Regions from separate parts of the Mus musculus genome. Here region 2 is linked to region 1. A link is a contact called in public Hi-C data. All regions are on one chromosome and are shown on one strand. The core of a region is the stretch at or near the end of the contact, and the rest is flanking DNA. Distances in the headings are between cores, read along the strand shown.

Region 1 (3,989 bases), core at 445-2,944:
GGATGAGTGAGTGAATTAATGGATGCCACAAAGTCTCTGAGAAATGACTTGTTGGAGTCGGAAATGAAGCTATAAAGGTAGTTTGAAGGCAAAGTCTACCGGGACTTCTGTAATAAATAAAGAATCATGGTCTTTGTAAGGTATATGGATTCACTGACATTTTGGGCTTTGTTGAGTTTCTGGTTTAGTGCATGAATAACCTCAGCTAGTGTGTGTCTACAAATAATCCTGGTAGAATGTAGAGGATGCTTGACAGCAGGTAGGGATGGTTCTAGCATAAGAGGGAACATTCTTGGAAAACTACAGAGTATTATTCGATTGTGAGACAACAGCGACAGAGTGGACTGCAAAAAGAGGAAAAGAATCAGAAGCCACCTGAAAAGTCACTCTGCCATCTGCAGCTCGGGAGATTGGCAAGAGTATAATCCCATACAGGAATGAGATGCTTTCAGAGAAGGAAGAAGACAAGATATGTAAATTAGTCTGAGTTCCTTGGCAAGATCAGCCAAGAGATGTGGTATAGGGATATAGATTTAGATGCAGTTAAATATTAACTGAGACCAGAGAGAAGGTATGATTTGCTAGGAAAGGGATAGAGAGATGGACTGAGCAGAGAACTTCAGAGAATACCGATATAGACAGGACAGGTAGGAGAAGCGATGCAGAGAGTGTAGACTGAGAAATAGACAATGACATAGGAGAAGAAGTGAACCACGCATCTCAGTAAGAATGGGGCCCAGCAGACACTTCTGCAAAACATTGACAAAGAAAACGTCCTGTGGCAAAGAGCAGAAAACGTGTGTGGAAAACAAAGAATTCAAAGTAGACATGTGACAAGTTCTCAGACAGTTTACTCCCCTTTCTGAAGATTCTGCCTTTCTTTACCCATGCTTCCTTCAATGTTTCTAACTTAAATACTAAGTAGGTCTCCAAATCACAAGGCAAGTCTCAGCTCAGTGAATCTGATTGACCCTGGTTAGGGTGGGTAGCCCTTGGGTTCCCATCAATCACGACTGTGGGTGAGACAGGGAAACAACACAGAACCAACATGGCTTCCGGGACTCATTTCAGCAATTCTCAGAAAAGGGCCGCTTTGGATTGAGCAGACACTGCCCAGATGGCTACTAGCAGGTTGATGGAAATAACTAACTTCATGAAGGCCTGCTGGATCTTTCTTAGAGGCATCAATTACTGGAAAGGTTGTAGGCACCGAGGCTCGTTTCTTTGTTCCCATTTCCGGTTAGCCCGCAGGGAAGCTTCCTTTCTTTGCTCCCATTTCCGGTTAGCCCCGCAGGGAAGCGTCCTTTAATACCTCTATTGATTTCCCGACAGCAGGAACAGGAGGAACAGAAATTGCTTGTGAAGGTCTGTGACATCGCCAGGTCAAAGGCCCAAAGAAACACAAAGGACACCCCCCCCCCCCCCCCGAAAAGCTAGACATTTCTGGTTGTTTTGCTGTTTTTTTTTTTTTCTTTTTCCTTTCTCTCGTTGATTTCCCAAATTATATGAGCTGATTTCTGGCTTTTCATTAATCAAGCTGCCACCTGTGATAGACTGTGGGCCGTTCGTCTTATTTTGATTAATTCCATTCTCCCAGCACCATTTCCAGTGGATGGTTTGTGGAGGGCAGAGAGAGAACAGGGTTGACTAGGGATTTGGGAGTGGAGGAGGATCCTCCAAAATCTGACTGAGTCTGTCTGCTCACAGAAGCATCTTTCTGTCATCCCTTCTAGCTCTAAGAATAGCGAATGCCAGCTGCACTTGCCTGAGCCGTGTCTAAATTAATAAAACAACGTGGGATTATTGACATTTTCTTGCTTCAACTAGCAAATGCGCATCTTTGAATTTTTATCAACTGAAATGCTCTTATAATGAAACACTCGGGGAAACAGGCTCAACATAAAAATAATAATGCACATTTTTTTTACTTGTGCTAATTATGATTTAAATGCCTTTTAACTTATCTTTCTCGCATCATTTCTCTCAGAGATGGTGACTAAGTTGAGACAGTTCGAAGAAGGCAAAGAAACTTCGTAGAATGACAGGGCCTCTGTGATCTTTGATAACAGTTATTCATGGCTCTACTACCTAAAACCTGGATGACCTGGAAATGACTTTCTTTTTCTGGGCCTACATTGCCAATCTCATGCCATTATGCTCGATCGAGAGGCAAGTGATCTTTCAAGGACACAGTATGCCTACCACACAGTAAAGGCTAATTAATTCACGTTCCAGAACACAAGGTGTTTGGTAGTGCGAGGACTTCTCAGTTGCTGCCATCACAATGCCTGCCTTGGCCATGGATGAAGAAGAGTGTCATGTGCAAATGACCCATGAGAGGTGAACAGGGTTGACAATGTGGATGTGGTGCTGATGCTTGTATCTACAGCATCTCTGTATAATACAGGATAGTGGTATGTTGTTGTAAATATTAAAAAATGAAACCCACCATCTCTCCCGCCCCACCTGTCCACGTTCCCATTCTAGTACCTGTACTGGCAGGCCACAACACCATGTCCCCGAGGAGTCCTGCTCAGTGGCGTGTTCTCACCACTGAGCTACTCTCTCCCAGCAAGTGAGTTCTTCCTTCCTTCCTTCCTTCCTTCCTTTCTTACTTTCTTCCTTTTTTTCTTTTTTGGTTTTTTGTTTTTTGTTTTTGTTTTTTTTTTCAAGACAGGGTTTCTCTGTGTAGCCCTGGCTGTCCTGGAACTCACTCTGTAGACCAGGCTGGCCTCCAACTCAGAAATTCGCCTGCCTGGGATTAAAGGTGTGTGCCACCACACCGGGCCAGCTATTGAGTTCTGTGCAGTGCTCCACACACCACACGATGTTCCATCTCAACACCTAGTTACCCGGTAGAAACATGACTCTTAAAGCTTGATTAGTTAGCCGATTAGATTTATGTATACTTAAAATCACAATTACAAGATGCCAATACAGTAATTTCAGAGCCAATTGATAATAATAAAAGCTTTATCCCAGTAGTCTAACCTTTTGATAACATCATGTCTGCCTCCATTATTCCTCCTCCTCCTCCTCTTCCTGAGATCTCTCTTCTATCTCTCCAGTGCACGATTGCCCATCTCCCTCCACTCCAAGCTCTGCCCCTTTTCCCTGTCCAATCACAGACTCTCTCTATACTGATGTAATTGTACAGGGAAAAATCCTACAACAGTGATAACATTCATCACTGAGAACATAAGGCTCCTTTGCGCTTGAGATTGGGTGCATCTGGAGTATCTGTTGCTGATGCCCTACTTACTGTTAACATGAAGACCCCTAGACAAGACATATTCTAGGTTCAACTGAAGGCTAAAGGGCATGCTCAATAAAAAGGAGTGATAATAAACTTCCTTGTCTACTACTCAAATGTCTGGAGATCTAGACTCTCGGATACATGCCTGTAGCTTGGGGGAGAACCAAAAGATTTTTTTTTTAATTAGAAGGAGAAATGGCCTCCACTCATACTTCAATAGGCCATTCAAAGTACAAATTCCCATGGTTTGTTACTGGTTTGGTATTACCAGACAAGCGGAGGTAAACCTCCCTCTCTTGAAATAATCTTTAGACCCTTCTAGAGGTCAAGGGCACTGGTCTGAATAGCAATCCCAAAGGCCTAGAAGCTGGACCAGTAGCAGAAGAAACAGCTGAGGTTTCTTGTCCCCTAGAAGTCTTTGGACACAGGAGGCTCAGGGATGGGCCTACCTGTGGTGAAGGAGAACAAGAAAGCATCCTTGTGATTTTTGCCGGGATACTGGTCTTACTCTTTTGCAGTGTAGCTTGGTAAATAATCTGGGCCCAACAAATATTTGTGGAATAAATCCCCACTAATTAAGCAATTTATATGCATCCTACTTCTATATTGTCCCCTTTTTATTTATTTTGCTGTAAGGGATTAATATTAAAGTTAAAGAGTTTACAGGAATCTGTGTGGCGGGAACACAGGCTTTGGAGTCTGAGAAGACTCCAAAAGTCATTCACACCCCCGG
Region 2 (3,989 bases), core at 592-3,091, 490 kb before region 1:
GATGATGCTGAGTTCTGCCTTTTGCTTAAGAACTGGAACGGAGACTGTCCATGCATCTGCATGCAGTGGTGAATCATTCTGCATTTGATGGGCTAGATAGACTGTGAAGTGACTTTCACACTGGTGACAGTTGTGTGGTGGTTTTGTGATGTTTTTACACTGATGACCGTTACATATGGGTGTGGCCCTTGGGTCCCAGGCCGGACCTGCTCTCCCAGCTGTGGCAGAGCTGTGGATAACTGCATTTTCAAAGAAGCTGCCAGGCTTTCCTAGATGAAATGATTCCTAGACATAAATCATGTGTAAGTTGATGTTTGTATATAATAAGCGATTGCTGATGTCCTGATAGCATTTTATAGTAGTAACAGAGAGATTTACACATCTTTCTCAAATTAAGAAATTATGTACCAAGTCTATGCATAGGTTTTTCTTGCATAGAATAAAAACTCTAATTTTCCAAACATGTTTCTGAAATTATGTATTTTAAGATGAACCATTTGGTTAACAGATTTTTTTTTTTTCAATTTTAGGTAGGGACTTTAGAAATTACTTTTCATTTGAGAGTATTCATAGAGCTTGTGTGGTATAAATTTTTAAATGAGAAAATGTGAAAAACAAGTCTGCAAAGTCAGAAATCTGAAAGCTTATCCATGACAGCTAAAGGCCTATGCAGGAGAAAGCCAACTGTGGTGAGCCAGCCAGGTCCAGCTCACTAACTGCTCTTCAGGGCCTACTCATCAAGAAATGGATTTATGTTCTAAATAGGTTTTTAAAAAGGAAAGTATCAGTGTGAAAATTAATATGATCTTTAGTGTTTGTGAATAGAATTTCTTGGAACACAGCCACATGCTTTCTTGGGTTTGTTGTGTGTGGGTGCTCTGTGCTCCAGAGACTACACTGGGAAACCACAGCATACAGGGATGGCCCTTCGCAGACAGTTTGCCACCATGGTGTCTCACGGCCACTGGCCATGCAAGGCTTTTCCTCAGATGTCCTTGATGTTTCTGTGATATTGTCACCCTATCTTGGGGTCATCACTGGGTCCCTATAAGCCTAACTGTTCTCTGTGTTAGCAAGGAAAATATTCTTTAACCTGGAATCCTGGTGTAGCACAGTACAGAAGACCACTGTGTGGAGCGAGACCCTCCTAATCTTTACTGTTGCACAGGAAAAAGTGTCTTCCCCACTTTGAGCTGGCAAATCCCATAAGCCCTTAGAGAACTCATGGCTTCAACCACCACACCACTGAGCAGATCTCTGAGACACAGGACAACAGAGTTCATACTCATGTATGTTTTGTATTGAGGAGGCTTAGAGATTGTACATTTTGGGAAAGTAAGTTTGCAGTCACTGAACTTGACAAGGTAGGAACAGAAGAACGCATGGAGGAGAGATGTAAGAGTTATATATGTAAAACAGGGTATTTGAGCTGGGTAGAAAACTTGCCTAGAATGTACAAGGCCTTGGATCCAAATCCCAGAACTGCAACTCTCCCCAGAAGAGATAATCAGAATTTTAGAGATGAATTTAAGAAAATATAATTTTTCCCGTGGATTGGAATTCTGGGTTGTTGGATGGCATGGGTTTAAGCCATAGTTTGAAGGTGGTGGAAGGAGGCCAGTGTGAACCAGTGCAGTCTGTCTTTCCAAAGTGCAAATCCAGGAGAGACGTGAGCTCTACACGCCCCTGGTTTCTGGAAAGGAACTAACTCCAAGCTGTCCTTAGAATGGAGAAAATGGTGACTCAGAGAATTGACCATGTGCTTCAGAGCAACTCAGGAGCAGCAGGCACTACAGCGATACAGGGATGCCCGGACCTCTAAGATGTAACTACTTAGCTCCTAGCTTTCCAGGCACCCTGCAGAGTGTTCAAGGACTCGGAGCTCAGTCTGGGAAGGGAATGGGAAAGGTAGAGGCCTGGGCGGAAGCCTTCTCATGGTACTTGGTTCAGTTTGGTTTTCCTTGTTTGTAAAACAAGCTTACTGATAACATTGTAATCTGCTTTCCATGTCCTGTTTTCTAACGACAGAGTCTCTTTTAAGCAAAAGCAGTTGCCAGAGGATCGGGGAGGTGTTGGGAGGAGCTGAAGGCATGCGGTGAAGCTGCACAAGCTGACAAGGGCTCAGTGCTGTTTCTACTTATTGTCATGTAACTGCAATTGGGCTGCCCTGTTTTCCAGTATCCTTAAAAACAACAAACCCTAGTTGGTCTAAGTGTGAACCTCTGAATTTAAAGCTGGTGTTAGCATACGGATGTACAGTAGCTAGAAAGCCTTCCTGGGTTCACCCGCACGCACTGGACCACCAGGGGGCGCTGAAACCACAGCTTTAATGCAGACGGAGCCATAGTGCCCATCAGTTCTGTTTGGCCATATTATAAGAATTTTCTTCCTCTGATAGCAACCCTCCTTTCTCCCAGGTTTTGTTTATTTGTTTTTGTTTGTTTGTTTGTTTGTTTGTTTGTTTTTCGAGACAGGGTTTCTCTGCGTTGCCCTGCCTGTCCTGTAACTCACTTTGTAGACCAGCTGGCTGTAGACTCGGAGACCTACCTCAGATTAAGTGCTGAGATTAAGAGCTTGCCTCACCACCACCATCAGGCTTCCTCCCTCCTCTTCCGAATTTGCCACCAGCCTGTCACTGACAAGTTTGCAAATGCTAAAACAGTGCCTGTATGTTTTGAAGTGTAAAGAACATATTTCTTTTTTTGTAATTGAGCTTAAGAGATAAAATGAATGTATTACTCATTTGTAAAACTTCCTAAGCAAAAGGTAAAATTATGCACAACTGGTAACCATCAATTGTTTATCATTCACAAATCAAATATTTTCGTTATTTAACCACTGATAGTAATTCATTATAAAACCATTCTTTTGCACAGTTAGGAATGCTGACCAAGAAACTGCATTATTTAAATTAAATGCTAAACAAGAATTTGAAACCTGTTTTTTTTTTTTTTTAACATTTAAATCAGACTCACTAGAAACTATAATGGTTTCTGATACAAACATGAAGTCCAAGAGGATCAAATGGTAAAAGATGTATTTGCACATTCCTTCTGGATAGAAAATGGTAAAAGTTGGTGAATCCCCAGCATCCTTTGATCCAGAATGTTCCTAATCTTAACCCTTAAGCATTGGCAGTGCAAGGAAAGCCTTTGTGACAGGTCATAGGAAGTGGAAACAGCTGGAAATATGTGAGGTGACCTTCAGGGTGTGTGTGTGTGTGTGTGTGTGTGTGTGTGTGTACAAACGAATTTAATTTTTGGATTTGGGTTTTACCCCAAAATCTCTTACGTAATTTTTAAAAATTTATTTTTATTTCTTGGGCATTGGTGTTTTGCCTGCATGTATTCCTGTGTGAGGGTGTCAGATTTCTTGTATCTGCAGTTACATGAGGGGCCTAGGAACTGAACCCGACTTCTCTACAAGAACAGCCAGCCCACTTAAATGATGAGCCATCTCTGCAGTCTGTAAAATTTTAAGTTTCTAACATCTGAAATTTGTACAACGTGCGCTAGGATAAGGAGCCTGCGTAACATCCTTGAAGCCCTTGGCTCAGCCCCCAGTTCTGCCAAAGGTTGGCAGAGCCGAAAATCTTGGAATGGTTAAGAATTGGACTGGGCGCGTTCAAATCCTGACTACCTCCTGTGGGGCTCAACTAGAACTCGGTGTCTTTATAATATAGAGTGGAGGATATTTCACTTCTCCGTGTTTCATTGTAGGACAGACTGCCTCACAACTTTGAGGGAGGGAAGGCTTGCTTTTGCCTGGTGGCTGTAGAGATTTCAGGCCACGACTCTGAATCTTTTGGTAGGTCCATGGTGGAAGCATTTAGAGAAAGGGGCTATTCATGGTGGACAGTGGACTGAAAGCAGAGAAAAGGGATAAAAGGAAGCATTGGGGCAAGATCCAGTTCCCCGAGGAAAACCCCTGTGGTCTTTCCTGAAGCTAGCTGGCACCACCTGCACCACAAAGTAGGAGCCATGCCTCCA

The links. Hi-C and Micro-C count contacts between places; a contact is called where the count stands out from the background.
Region 2: a Hi-C map of cortical neurons shows a contact between it and region 1, with 4 times the contacts expected there. The contact joins two enhancer-like sites. A contact is called at or near these places in 2 of 39 promoter capture datasets (the 3T3-L1 cell line and hippocampal neurons) and 2 of 484 Hi-C or Micro-C datasets (the C10 cell line and cortical neurons).

What each region holds. Positions count from the first base shown.
Region 1 is chr10:70,731,421-70,735,409 of GRCm38.p6, reverse strand. The region is part of intron 2 of Gm33979 (a long non-coding RNA gene); the gene reads left to right. Among named protein-coding and RNA genes, the nearest start is that of Gm33979, 6.8 kb to the left of the region's middle. Within about 2 kb of position 1,694, at least 17 of the 459 cell types and tissues checked have an H3K27ac peak or open chromatin away from gene starts, as enhancers often do. A contact at or near this core is called in cortical neurons, where this site is marked.
Region 2 is chr10:71,224,408-71,228,396 of GRCm38.p6, reverse strand. Tfam (transcription factor A, mitochondrial) reads left to right here. Exons shown (of 7, transcript NM_009360.4): 7 at 1-2,920. Among named protein-coding and RNA genes, the nearest start is that of Tfam, 12 kb to the left of the region's middle. Within about 2 kb of position 1,841, at least 9 of the 459 cell types and tissues checked have an H3K27ac peak or open chromatin away from gene starts, as enhancers often do. A contact at or near this core is called in cortical neurons, where this site is marked.